2 separate regions of the Mus musculus genome follow, and region 2 is linked to region 1. A link is a contact called in public HiChIP or PLAC-seq data. All regions are on one chromosome and are shown on one strand. Each heading gives the region's core, a stretch centred on a gene start, on an enhancer-like site or on the middle of the called end of the contact. The rest is flanking DNA. Distances are from core to core; before and after follow the strand shown. Region 1 overlaps Zbtb20 (zinc finger and BTB domain containing 20). Region 2 overlaps Zbtb20 (zinc finger and BTB domain containing 20).

Evidence for each region. HiChIP or PLAC-seq counts read pairs in DNA pulled down with a chosen protein or histone mark.
Region 2: an H3K27ac HiChIP or PLAC-seq map of heart atrium shows a contact between it and region 1, with 11 read pairs. The contact joins two enhancer-like sites. A contact is called at or near these places in 15 of 484 Hi-C or Micro-C datasets (the C2C12 cell line, Sertoli cells, adipose-derived mesenchymal stem cells and 10 more) and 1 of 115 datasets of contacts at active chromatin or transcription factors (heart atrium).

Annotation. Positions count from the first base shown.
Region 1 is chr16:43,587,418-43,593,613 of GRCm38.p6, reverse strand. All of the region lies in intron 9 of Zbtb20 (zinc finger and BTB domain containing 20), which reads right to left. Among named protein-coding and RNA genes, the nearest start is that of Mir568, 50 kb to the left of the region's middle. Within about 2 kb of position 1,408, at least 70 of the 459 cell types and tissues checked have an H3K27ac peak or open chromatin away from gene starts, as enhancers often do. A contact at or near this core is called in the C2C12 cell line, adipose-derived mesenchymal stem cells, cerebral cortex and 5 more, where this site is marked.
Region 2 is chr16:43,461,314-43,468,300 of GRCm38.p6, reverse strand. It overlaps Zbtb20 (zinc finger and BTB domain containing 20), which reads right to left. Exons shown (of 11, transcript NM_001285805.1): 5 at 5,315-5,354. Among named protein-coding and RNA genes, the nearest start is that of Gm15713, 45 kb to the right of the region's middle. Within about 2 kb of position 3,415, at least 151 of the 459 cell types and tissues checked have an H3K27ac peak or open chromatin away from gene starts, as enhancers often do. A contact at or near this core is called in the C2C12 cell line, adipose-derived mesenchymal stem cells, cerebral cortex and 5 more, where this site is marked.

The DNA.
Region 1 (6,196 bases), core at 159-2,658:
CCAAAGGGGTAGGTGTTCTCTTTGGTTACTTCTCCATAACAGACACTGTACAGACACTGCTGAGAATAAGTGGAGCTCAGGGCTCATTTGCTCTGAGGTGAGCCTACCCGTTGTTCCAGGAGGTCCTTCTAGTCCCTGGTGGCCCACATCTGTTCTTCCTCTTGGGTTTTGTTTTTAATTTCCTTACTCTCTCATTAGTTAATAACCATGGCTCTGTCTTCACCATGAACTTATGGTTTATGAACTTACCTCACTTCTTTTAAACCACACTCATCTGTTTATTATTTCTGATCTCTGTTAAGTTATTCTCAACTTCCTGACTTCATCTGTCCTAAGAAATATTCTACTAGGCCCTTCTGCCACTGACGATTCAGTGGATGCCAAAGATGGCGAGCCACGTTTATATGAAAGGGAAAGAGACACCTAGTCTGGAAAGTGAGGTAGAAAATTATCAGGCTCCACTCTTGCCTGACCCAGGGAAACCAGTGCTTGGTAGTAGATGCTAGAAGCTATCTATCAATGGGTGCTGACAACAGCTCTTTATATTTATGTTAACAGTGTCGGGGATTGTTTAGAATATTTTCACTTGCTGGCCACTGGGTGTCCTCATTTACAAAGTAAATATGCAACATTTAGTGCAGGTCACCAGGGAGAATAAAAGCCACTAGTCTTCTCTTTGGCTTTTCACATACTGGGTCTAAATTTATTGCTAAACTCACAACCAGGTTGTATATTAGTAATGTTTAAAAGTTTTCAGGTCAAACTGTTAAAAGTTTTTAAACCAAAAACAAGTTATTCAGTGTCCAGACAGGAATTTAAAAGGCTGTTTCTTCACAGAAGGGACTGTGATGCAGCCATTAGAATGAGCCCTTATTCCTCTGAAAACTGGCATGAGACTGTGACTATCTGCAGAGATCCAGCATAGAGAAGCAGAGAAGATCTTAATTTATTCTCAAAAAGAGAGAGAGAAAATACCAAATATCTCTATGGGATATTTGTTAGATTCTTCTTCTTTTTTTTATCTTGACTTTTCTGAAAAGTAATTAAAAATAATAATGAGAAAGATAAAATATGTCCTTTGTCTGAGAAGCCCAAAATAATGTAAAAAATAGCACAACGTGCTGGGTCAGCATCATGACTATTAATCATTTCACATTTGAAGCCAGAGAACAGAGTCGGGCCTTTGTGGACCAGTTATTTCATCTATAAATGAAGATGTTTATGCTCCATGGGGTTGTCTTGGGAGAAGCCAAGCAGAGTCCTAAGGCACACTGGGCTCCTGGGATGAGAGACTGCATATGAGAGGGGCTGAGGACATTAATAACATTCTGTGGTTGCATCACAGCTGTGGATGACTTCGCTCTGATGGCAGATACGAATCAAGGCCAAAGCTTGTACAGCCAACAAATATTTCCTGGCTTGGTCATTCTAGGGCTCTGAGGTCGACATGCTCTTGCAACCACTTTCTATGCGTGCTGATCTGATTTTCTGCTTTTCCACAACTCTCCCTGTCTCCTCACTTTGCTTATAGTAATGAAGGAATTCTTTCCTTTTCACGCCAGAAAATATTTCTGCCCTACAATCCTGCTAACTCCTCAAAGTGGAGACAGAGCTACTATTAAGAGTAGAAGGGGACTTGCCTTCAAATGTCATACTTGGCTAATTAGCTAATCTTTCTCAAAAGTAAACTTCGCTGGGATAATTTTTTCACTAGTGTACATCTCTGCTTAATTATTATTCTTTGGCATGTCATTTTGGTATATAAATTATCAACATGATCCTGTGCCATAACTGGTAATTTATACAGATAATATCAGGGAAAGAGGAAGCTCTCTGAGCTATTCACTGCTTTTCAGAGATAGATGGTCTTGCCTTTGCTGGCTTTGCTTACCAGGGTTTTTGCTTGTAAAAGACCACCCACTCCTGCTGCCAGGACAGCAATCTATGGCTCTTAATCAATAGTTAAGTGCACAACAATGCACAATAGCTGGGTCACTCTCATCCTGTGACTGTACAAAAGCTTCACAATGCCTTTGCAGTAGATGGAGAAGTCTCCACTTTAGTTTAAAGATCTTTAAGTTCCTAGGATTGAGACTATTTTCCAAGTCTTTAATTAGTAGAGTCATGTTTGAACTACTGTAACCTCGAAGACACATATCTGCAGAGTCCTTCTGATCATATTTTACCCTAAGAGCTTTCCCACTTTGGCTTCCTTGGTTTGCTCCTCTAATTTCACTTTCAAAACTTCTTGAGGCTCAGTGGCTGAACACTACACAGCATGGGCCTTATCTGATGTGCCGGCGCCTGGTGTGGCCTAAGACACACTGGTGTTTTGTTCTTACAGTACGGAACTGATGTTCTGAAACCTAGACTCCAACACAAAGCAGATCATTAGCTCATTTAAGTGTCTCTTTCTTTCCTCCCAGCCTCCTCCTACCCACCCCAATACTTCCTTAGTCTTATGTACTGGCAGCAGATGGCAACCATATTCCAAAGCTGAGTATATACAAAATCATGCCATGGAGAACAGAGTGGCTTCAAAGTTAGCCTTTCTATTCAAGTGGGATGGCAGAGACTTCTGGAACAGGGGACTCATCTCTCGTTCACTTAATCCTCTATTCATTCAGCCAGGAATTTGTTTTCTTACACATCTTTCTACTGTCCAGCCAGTTGAAGGAGGGTGGGTGTGAAGCAACTCTCTTGAGGGCCCCTCCAGCAGGAGGGCCCTAAGATTCTATGCCAAGCTCTTATTTCCCTGGGCCAGCTCTGCCTGCTGCGGATCCAATCATGCCATTCCCAGGGGAGGAGCTCTGGAGCATTGTGTGTGGGGGCTGGATTTCTCAAGAACCATCTCCTTGCTATACTAACAGTCATATGCTGCCTTCGCCAGACAAAGACTGGACCTGGGAAGATGATGAGACAAGAAAGAATGGTTGGGGCTGCACAAAACTGTACCCCATTTGACAGTGATGGAAAGCAGAAGTGGGAGATCTTTCCTTTTAGTTATTGCAAGGTTTTCTAGAGCTTTCACCCAATCATCTGTTTGAGCATCTTGTGAAGAACATCTATTTTCATATCTATGAACAAACAGGCACCAGATTATATTACAAAGTTGACCTTAACCCTGCCATATTGCTATTAAAATCAAAACATGTAGCGGTCTATGATCAAGAGAAAGCACTCTGTTTTCCCAGCATACAAACCTGAGGGTATCTGGGATGCACTTTGTTATGTAGGTCTGCTGAGTGGAAAAATTCAATTCAATATTATAACCCTGCAATATGCTCAGTAGTACAGTTCCCTGAGCTGCCCTATCTCCTTCAGTCATCCATTCTGCAAACACTGGCTGAACACCTACTATGGCTAAGCACTTTACTGGATCCAAGAGATGAGGAAATGGACAACAGCAGAGTTTGCCTGGATAAAACAGGCATTCAACATTTTAGCTGGGGCTGACCATTCAGCGGCACAGCAACTGCCTAGCAAGTGTGGGGCAACAGGTCCGCTTCCCAGAATGACAAAAATGAATGTATGAATAAGTAAATAATAAATTATTAAAATAAGGAGTTACAAGAACTGGCAAGGAGCCTTTGAGATGGATCAGTGGATGGAGATACTTGCTACTCCAGCTGATGACCTGAGTCCAACCCATGCCTCTATACGATGGAAGAAAAGAACGAGTAAGTTATCCCTGGCTTCTACACACATGCTGTGGAGTATGTGTGTGTCCCCTCCTCACATGTAATGCTTTTTTTAAAGCTGCCAGAGCATGGATGTTATGGCTAACCCCTTTCTGACTGGAGTTTAGGCCTGCTCCAAGGAGGGAGCTCATTCTGATACAGTAAACCTTGTCCAAAGCTTGTGGCTGGGAGACCATCGGTCCTAGGGAAACACACTCCCATCACTCGGATAAATGGACATGTGGTCAAACTGCCTTCTAAACAGTCATGTTTACACACACAGATCAGGGCTGCCTTCATCAGGGAGATTTGTTTTGCAGTAGGCAGTGGTTAAGCAGACACAAGAGAGCTGAGACTTCAATGGGACATCTACCGCCCTCTTCAAGACTCAGAGAACATCATCAAAGGGAAGAGGACTGGAAGGTGTGTCGCAAAAGAGGTATTCTAGAGATGACATATCACTGCAACAACAGGTATCCACATCAGTCCTGTACAAGAGTGCGTGCCTCAATATCTCTTCATGGTCAGAGGAGGGGCTCATGAGACTCCATGATTCCCTAAGGAACTACTGATAATTAATGCTGACCAGGGCTCCATGACATAACCTGTCACCATTGCCCATACAAGAAACTGTAACTAAACTTACAGAGTCATAACTACACACAAAAGACATTAAGGAGGGAGGGGGGCATTGCTGGGATTGAACAGTTTCAGAGGGAGAAGGAAAAGGATGGGAAGGTAATGGGTGTGTGCATGTGTGAAATGACTAAAATTCATTATATACACATATGAAGCTCTCAAATATTTTTAAAGTATATATATATATATATATATATATGCATCCATATATATTTCTAAGATTATTTGAGAGTTATATATTATATAAGAATATATTATTAATATTAAAAGTTATATGACACACACATATACTGGCTATGTTATTTGAATAACAGGAATGGTTCACCTTGCAGTGCTGCTTCTGACTCTTCAGAGGGTTTGGACCCCTGCTACCAAAAATATTCTGTCTTCAGTTCCTTCTACTGTTAGACGGGCTCCCTTCTTGGCTACAATACTGAGAGTTCAGATTGCAATGCTGCTGCTGCCTCTTCTTTTTTTTTTTCCCTTTTGGGTGGGATGGTAACTGTGAGGATCGTTACTCTGTGAGCTACACATATATTTTCTCTGTAAATATTGTACCATCTAATTTGCGTCTTTGGATTCTGCTGATTAGCCATCAACATGTGATTTAAGAAATTCTGCATGCAAGATGCAGAACTCATGACTCAGTAAGTTATCATTTTAAAGCTCTGACTTGGGATGTATACAGACTTGCACATAATCTGCTTTGGCTTTCAATCTGCAGCTATTACTGGAAGATTTGAAGATCAAGTTCCTCCATGTGTGTCCTTGCAATTCTACACCCACCAGCAGAAACACTCAGGAAGAAAGAGAAGCAAATGTCTAAAACCTCTCCACATACTGCCCCAAACTATGTGGGTACCACAGGACAGGAAGCAGGGACAAAGTCAGCAAGCCTCATTGAATTTATTCTTCAGGTTTTATTTTCCTCCTAACTATTGCAAACTGTTTCAGAAATGAAAATGGTACCCAAGCCAGGTAACTGAGAATAATTCTCATTTTCATCAAACACATTTACTTTTTCTAACTGCACCTGATTTTGAATGATCTCAAAATACTCTAAAGTCATCAGGAAGACTGTCTTTTAAAGATATATATGTATGTATGTGTACATACATACATATACATACATAATACATGTATACATACATACATACATATGTGTATACACGCACATTTTTGCTTGGATTTCTCTCTGCAGAAGGCTCTGTGATATGGCAGAACAATGGTCTGCCTGTTTTAAGGTTTGATCTATGATATCTTCATGAATCTGGCCATGGGAAGCTTACACGGGGTGTGTGCAGGCTGGCATCTGAGGGAGAGAGTAAACCTCTCCATTCCATTTCCCATTATTTGAAACTCTCTCACTGATCCGAATGCAGGTGAGCACCAGGAACTCAGTTGGGTAATGTTATCATTCAACATTATCATATTATTTTTTAAAGCTTTCTCACACCAAGAAAAAAGACATTTGGAAGGCTTTTTTGTTTTAAACTTTTCTGAGTACCAGATAATTTCTTTATCTATGATATGTGGTGTTTTATAAGGATGCTGACAGTGTACTTGACATAGACTGGGTACTTATTAAATATTAGTCCTTTTCCATTTTAAGTAAAGTAAATCAACAAATGTAGAGGTGTTTTGTTTGTATGTTTGTTTGTTTATTTGTTTTTTTAGAGGTCAAAACAACCACCAGAAGATTAGTGGAGAGACTTCCTGACCCACAGAGACCTGAGTCCAGAAGGGGCACTTGAAGCCATTTCTTCTACAGACTGAGGTTTTTGAGTTTCAGTGGCTCTCAGGAAGTTTGGGCCCTGATACAACTGTCATTTAGGTTGCTTTAATTCAAGTCGACATTTTCTTCATAATCTAAAACA
Region 2 (6,987 bases), core at 2,166-4,665, 130 kb after region 1:
CAGATTATGTTTTTGCTTCAAATATCATAATCTTACTTTTTTCTTTTTACATTTTACTCACTTTTCAATATCGAGCTGAACTGTATTTTACATGAAAAATTTCAGCTGATAAGGCTCAATTTTGAGAATAAAACCTATAGTACTTTCTGAATTTATATCATTCCATTTGGAATTTAGTCATTTATTGTCTTATGTGCATATAAAAATCACTCAACAGTTTAATTTCTTTTCTCAACTCAACCTTAAGTTTCCTTAGTACAAGCAAGCACAAAAACTATGTATTTTAACTCCACTAAACATGATTAGTCTCAAACAACGGCACATGCTTAATATCTTGTAGGATGAATGCGGTTATGGCTGGTCTGTTGACCAGGCTTTGGCATAAAGGCCCAGGTTATAACTGATAGAGTTGGTAGACAGGCGGTTTCTGAATGAACTTATCAATGACCAAGGCAAGCAAAGATGAATCCAATTATGGCAGCCTAGTACTACATACTAAGACCGTGTTCAGAGACAGAGAAACAGCATGGGAGCCAAGGAACAGGAGAAGGAAAGAAAGGAAAGAAAAGGTTAATATGAAAATACTATAAGGCTAATATCTCTGGACTGTGTATGAATCCTTCCCTGGGCTATGCTTTCACATTAATGGTATACTCTTCCATTTACTCTTGTGGAAAAAAAAAAGTAATACTTGGCCCAATGATCGAAAGGAAAAGAGAAATTCAAGCAGCGGAAGATAATGTTTCTGGTTGTTGTAGACTGATGTGCAGTGTACTTTAGTTCTCAGAATTAGCCAAAAGATTAAAAAACAAATAGCCACTACAATCTCAGGGCTGGGGGTGGGGTGAAGAGGAAGGGTCTTGAAAATGGTATCTGAGCAATGAAAGACACAGAATACTTTAAAGATCACTGAATTTAATTTATTCAACCTAAATGCATAAAAGTACAGGTGGGGACATTATTTATGCAGGTATATGCAAATCACTTTATAAAATAGGCAAAGCCCTTCTGCTTTTTATAAGTTGCCAAGGTGGTTCCTGATATTTTAAAAGCTATGCACCTTTAATGTAATTTCCTTAGAGCTGGAATCCCTTAAAGAGTCCGTCATTGTGAGAGCAGGTTTGTTTTTACCCTCTCTCCTCTGGGACATTTCACAAGGCTCTCATAAGCATCACAGAGCGAGAGGTTTCCACAGAGATGTGACTGGAAAAATCCCTTGGAAATTGCTGAGGAACAAGTCACAGTGTTCAAATCAGAGAACATAGGCTTTGAAAACATGAACCCATCTGACCCCTTGAATGGAGTACAGTGAATTCCTGAGCTCTGAAACATGGGGCCCGGCTGTGCATGCCATATTGGTGCTATAAGACTGGCAGTAGGTTGGCTGTGGCATGGTCTATTTCAAACTCCTTCACAGTGCCCAGTGTTGCATGTTCCCAGATGACATTTGGTTGGCAGAAGCTGGGCCTCCAAAGCTGGCAGTCTGGAATGCAGCCCACTGTGTTTTGACAAACACATAATTGACCATCTGATCACCAGCCTACGTTCTGCACTCAGGTCACTGGGGGATCTGGGTTTGTAATAGGTCCCTACTCTTCATCGTGTGCATCTTCTCAAACCTTTCTAGAAAGCAGTATAGAGACAACTTAAACACACCCACGCAGATACTCCAGTTTGCAAAGAGAACATGGTACGTGAGACACAAGCTGCTGAAATTCTCCTTTAAAATTGTCCTGGCAGCCCAGAGTGAACGAGAGAAAAGCACACTTATGGTGAACTCTAATTCAGAGAGAAGGAATGAATATACTGAATTGTTTCAACACCCGGCTGTGCATAAGTTTCAATTCAGTTCAATGGCTTGGAAATTTTGCTTAGAAAAAGGCAGCAATGGAAAAATGACAGGAAATCGGGAATTGATTGACTTTAGAGAGCCATTATTTAAAAGTGCTTTTGTCTCTCATATTCTCTCTCCTAGCTATCCCATGCCCCCTGTGGGCAGAAGAACCCTGTACATCTCAAGGCTAGCAGGCAGCAGCTCAGTGTGATGCTAGACTGAGGCCTTCAGTGGAACTCCCATAAGGATGGGTTTGGCTTTAAGTTTGGCAACCACGGTAACATCAGCCTTTCTCCTAAAGGGCAAGGCAAAGATATGCTTGAGTTACACAAATGTTAATGCCTGAGTCAGCACTCTGAAATGACATCTCATCTCCACTCACTGCACAGTTCACTCACTGCACAGTTCAAGTCTTAAGCAATTGCCTTAGGTTTCTTTAAACTATCTTCAGGGGTGTACGATCAAGTCTAAACTCCTTTGCTTGGCATCAGAGGCCCCTTTGACTTGACTCCTGTCTATCACATGCTAGCACACTCGAGAACTCAGTAGCTAGACCTGGCGGTTACTTGGTGCCTTCTCACTTTTAAATGCTCTTGTTTTCTCTAACAACAAACCCCTTTCTCTCTCTCCTCCTGTGCCCACTTGGTAAACCCCTAGTCACTATTTTCACTTTCTGAGCCAGCTTGAACCTTCTCTATGGGTAAGCATTTGGAGATACCTGAATTCCAGTGCTGGTCACAAAACAGCCTTTGCACATGGTCATCGTCCCTAGAACACTGAGGGCTTCTTTCTTTTTTTTTTCTGCATTGCTGTGGGGCAAGCCCAGGCCTGCACTCCCGCTCCACTTCACTGAGCTACAAGTGTTCCAGCTTGAGCTGTTCTCTCAACCCCAGACTGTGCCATTCTTAATGAAAGGTGGCATTTCTCATTTATCTTGGAGTTCCCAGAACTAAGCACTGTTACAGGCTTTCTATAAACGTTTGTTGACTGAAAACTAAATAAAGAACTGTGCATAATTAATCAAAACCAAGCCAAGCAGTAGCCATAGCTCTTAGAAGCATGGTAAGAGACTACTAGCACTCTAATGAAAGTGGAAAATCCCAGCACTGAGGCATTTTCTGGGTTATCACAGGGGTTGGTGACTGGCTTGGGTGAGAGTTAGATGGGGCAGGGCAGGATGGAGGCTGTGATGTAGCATCTTTTTAATACAGAATGTCAGTAATGGAATACATTACCACCTTCTGATGATTAACTTTTAATATTGTAAAGGACTGGCAAGAGAACATATCTGGGTCTGAATTTCAGAGAAGCCTTGCTGACAAGAACTGGGCTCCCCAAACAGGGCTAGTCTGTGTCATCTGCTTTGAGGCAGCGTGGTAGATTGTGGAGTTTTCCTTTCTGTTTCTGCCGAAGAATAATGGGACAGAAAACTCTTGCAGGAAATCGTGGCAGCTATTCAACTCCTATTTAAATCTGGGTCAATTCCAGATGCGGACATTGCATGCAGTGCCAAGGACAGAAGGTCAAACAGGCTGAGTCTTGCACCTGTCCCGAGGAGGTCATTGAGGAGGCGCTTGGGAAGGAGAGGCCCTGGGGATAATGCTCTGGTTTGTTCCCAAGGAACTGTTCCTTTGCTGCTGAGGGGCCTCTAGAGCAGCACCCTGGAGCCATCAGCTGCTGTCCATGGGAGCACTTGAGGACACGGGACTGTTACTGGCTCCGTCATCCTGCTGGCATAAAGGCAACTTGAGGATTTCTAACAAGTCAAGCAAGCAAGCATGAAGCCTGGCTTGGGGTAGGACAAGGTCATGAGTACATGAATGGACTATCAGCTTGTGACACGGTTTTCTTTTCCCAGCCTTACTCTGCTAAAAAAAAAAAAAAAGTCCAGAAACTGCTCTGCTGATGTAGCACAGAATTAGCTTCACAATTTCCTATGAGGCCCACACGGACTTTCAATTAGAGGCCTCCCGACTTGATTTCTACTAGGTGACACAGGTCTCCTATACGGTTTGTGTCTCATGCTTGCCCCAAAGCACTGACGTCATAATAGCTGAGCTAGGCGGGCAGGAGTTCATCGTGCTGACTCATCTTGGTGATGTGAGGATTAATGCCTTGTCTAACACTGAGCTATTATGCGAACTGTTTTTACACAAAAGAGCTGTTACAAAATGATTTGCCAGTCAGAGGACTAGAAATATGCAGTGCTAGGTAACGAAGGGGAAGGGAAGGGTAGGAAGACACAGTGGTAACGATGAGCATGCACACCAACATCATCCAAAGCATTAGCTGACCGGCTGTATCACCACTGAGAATGAACAGGGAATGAGATGGCTTAGGGCCAGGTAGGACCTGGCCCTGTTGTATAACACAGCACCATTCCTTGAGGAGTCTAACCAGCCTCCTTCCTATGTCAGATAAAATGTCACATTTGACTTTAGCCTTAGCATCTTTCCCTGCATTCTCCTGTATTAAATATGTCTGCTGCAGGCTTCTAGGACTGATAGTGAAAGCCACATAGATGTGAAATCAGAGACCTCGTCATTTGGTGCAGACCACTGCAGCACAGGAACCACCACAGACGGGGAGGTGGCAATGTGATCGAGGGACAAAGGGAGATGCAATGAGCAGGATACCCACGGTCACGGTTACTTAGCTATTATCTGAGATGACTGCCTGTCTCTGTAGGATTTCCTAGGTGGTGCCTCTTGGTAGTGACTTGATCATTTGATTTCATTGCCCCAGAATCTCCTAAAAGCAGTCCAAAGTAATATTTATCCAAATCTGCTCAGTGCAGGCAGGTTTGGTCTTTAAATAATAAATGTTCTCTTTTTCATTTTAAATCAAGTTTTGTTTCTCCATTTCTTCTTTTTATTCCCCTAAAAAACTTCCTGTCTTCTCTGAAAAGAAATGGCGCATTCTATAAACTTGCAGGCACATGTGAATCCTGGATTTCTTTTATTTTTCTTCCTAGACTTTATAATTTTGCACAAATTTTTAGCCTATTTACTTTTCAGGCTTGTACTTCTTGGTAAAAGGATATTATAAATTTTGTCAATAAATGAAAGCTCTGATCTAGAAGTTAAAATTAAAAATGGTTGGACCTAGGGACGAGTGAATAACGGAAGAATAAATAATTGCTCATTGATTGACAGAGGAGCAAAGCCCAACTGTTGCTGAGATCTGGCTGTGGACTGTAAGCTTCAGTTCAGAAGAGCAGCGACTTTTGCAAATAGCAGCTGCAGCAAGGGAAAGGGCAGTCTTTTCAGAGGACAATGGCTGGGCTGCTGGCTCCCTCACACAGGGCAGCTCAGCAGTATACTACCCGACTTGGCTCCAAGCAGGAAAAGGCGCTAAACATGGATGCTAGACACCACAGTAAAGTCAACCAGGAAATAGGACACCAAAACCCAGAGTTTTTTTTCCCCAAATCTACTACTTCTTTTTTTTTTTAAAGGCAAAGAAGCCACTTTTACTCACATGAAGAGCAGCAACAGGCAACAGACTGGTGGTCAAGGGACTGAAAATGAAAGAAAAGACAAAGAATTAGACACAAAATCTAATGCAGGGGTGGACCACAAAACCTTGAGATTCCTGATGGGACTCACTGCTCCCACACTTTGTCACCTGTAGCCACAAAATCATTAATGTCCAACTTCAGCAAGTTTCAAGAGCTGTAGCCTTGCTATGATGGAGGCCAGTGTATTCCTGTACAAAAAGGACCCAGACCTTTCCTGATGTCACTTGGCCTCTATTAGACAGCCTGTCTAGAGGGACGGGCAGTCCTGTGCACTAAAGTAGTTACTAGCTATGCGTGTCTCCTTACATTCCTTAACTTTAATGAAAAGCTCCGTATTCAGAGCTTCAGTTACACTAGCTACATTCCACGTGTGCAATGGCCATGCGTAGCTGGCGATGACCTTAATGAAGAGCACACAGAACATTTCTGTACTGAAGAGAGCTCTGTTTTTGATGGTGATATTGTGACAGGGTGATTGGAATAAAAACTTCTGCACCCAAACATGGCTCTAACGATGACACTTTCAGGTTTGGGAAAGTTCATCATGATAGCTTCCTATTCTATGTTTAAAAGTCTAATAATTACCTCTTACAATCCTCAACCAACAAAACAAATAATCAGTTACTACTGGAATGCCACCACAGTTTTGATGGATACTCTTCTAGAAGAAGTTAAGATAACAGAATTCCTTTCACCAGGCCCCCAAATCACATCAGATATACAATGTGAAACTGTGGCCCCCTAACAAGGTGATCTTAACCAGGTCACATAAAGCCTCCAAAAGTATCAAGATGAATTTATCAAAGGATATTACCTTGAAGGACCAGCTCACATTGAAAAAGGCCAAAGCAGAAAATTAAATCCAGGAAGCCTCATTCTCTAGAAGGTTTTCTGAACAAGTGCACCATGATAGATGCGGCTCTAAAGAAATGTTTCCCCCTGTGTGGTCAGTGTGAAATCTGCCTGGTACACGCAGCTGTGAATGATGATGGTCCCCGTGGGACAGGAAGAGTTCAAAAGAAAACCTGTGGCCTGGATCACTGTACACACCAGTCTAAGAGACACCTGGGAGCTCTTGTACTTTAACTGATTTTTTTTCACAAAATTGATAGAGCTAATGAAAATTGGAGAAAAAGAGACTTAGACTGTATATGAATTATTGAAAGTATTTACAAATTGGAAATACAAATAAAAAGGGGCTAGTCTTCAAAGACTGTAGTTTTATCTACTCATGTCTTCTCTATAAGCCAAGACACCAAATCACCACACTAAATATATTTTTGCCATTTATCTTCCCCTCCCTCCTCTTTGTTCAATATTCTCCCCTCCCCCATTTCTCCCTCCCTCATTTTTAAGCATGATTTATCTCTCAAGAAAGGCAAAGGGTAAATATGACTAGTAACTTTTCTGTAAAATATGCTCAATTACCACCTATCTGTTGCATGTTATAAACCAAATAAGATTCAAAAATAGATTATGATCTTTGAGAACTATATCAGTTGTTTATGTTATTATGCCTAAGCAGGTAACTTTTCTATGTGGACTCCAAAGAGCACTTATTTACAAAATCAGAAAGTTATCAGGTTGACCAACACATGTGAGGACTAATAAACTATCTTTCCTGATATAAAAT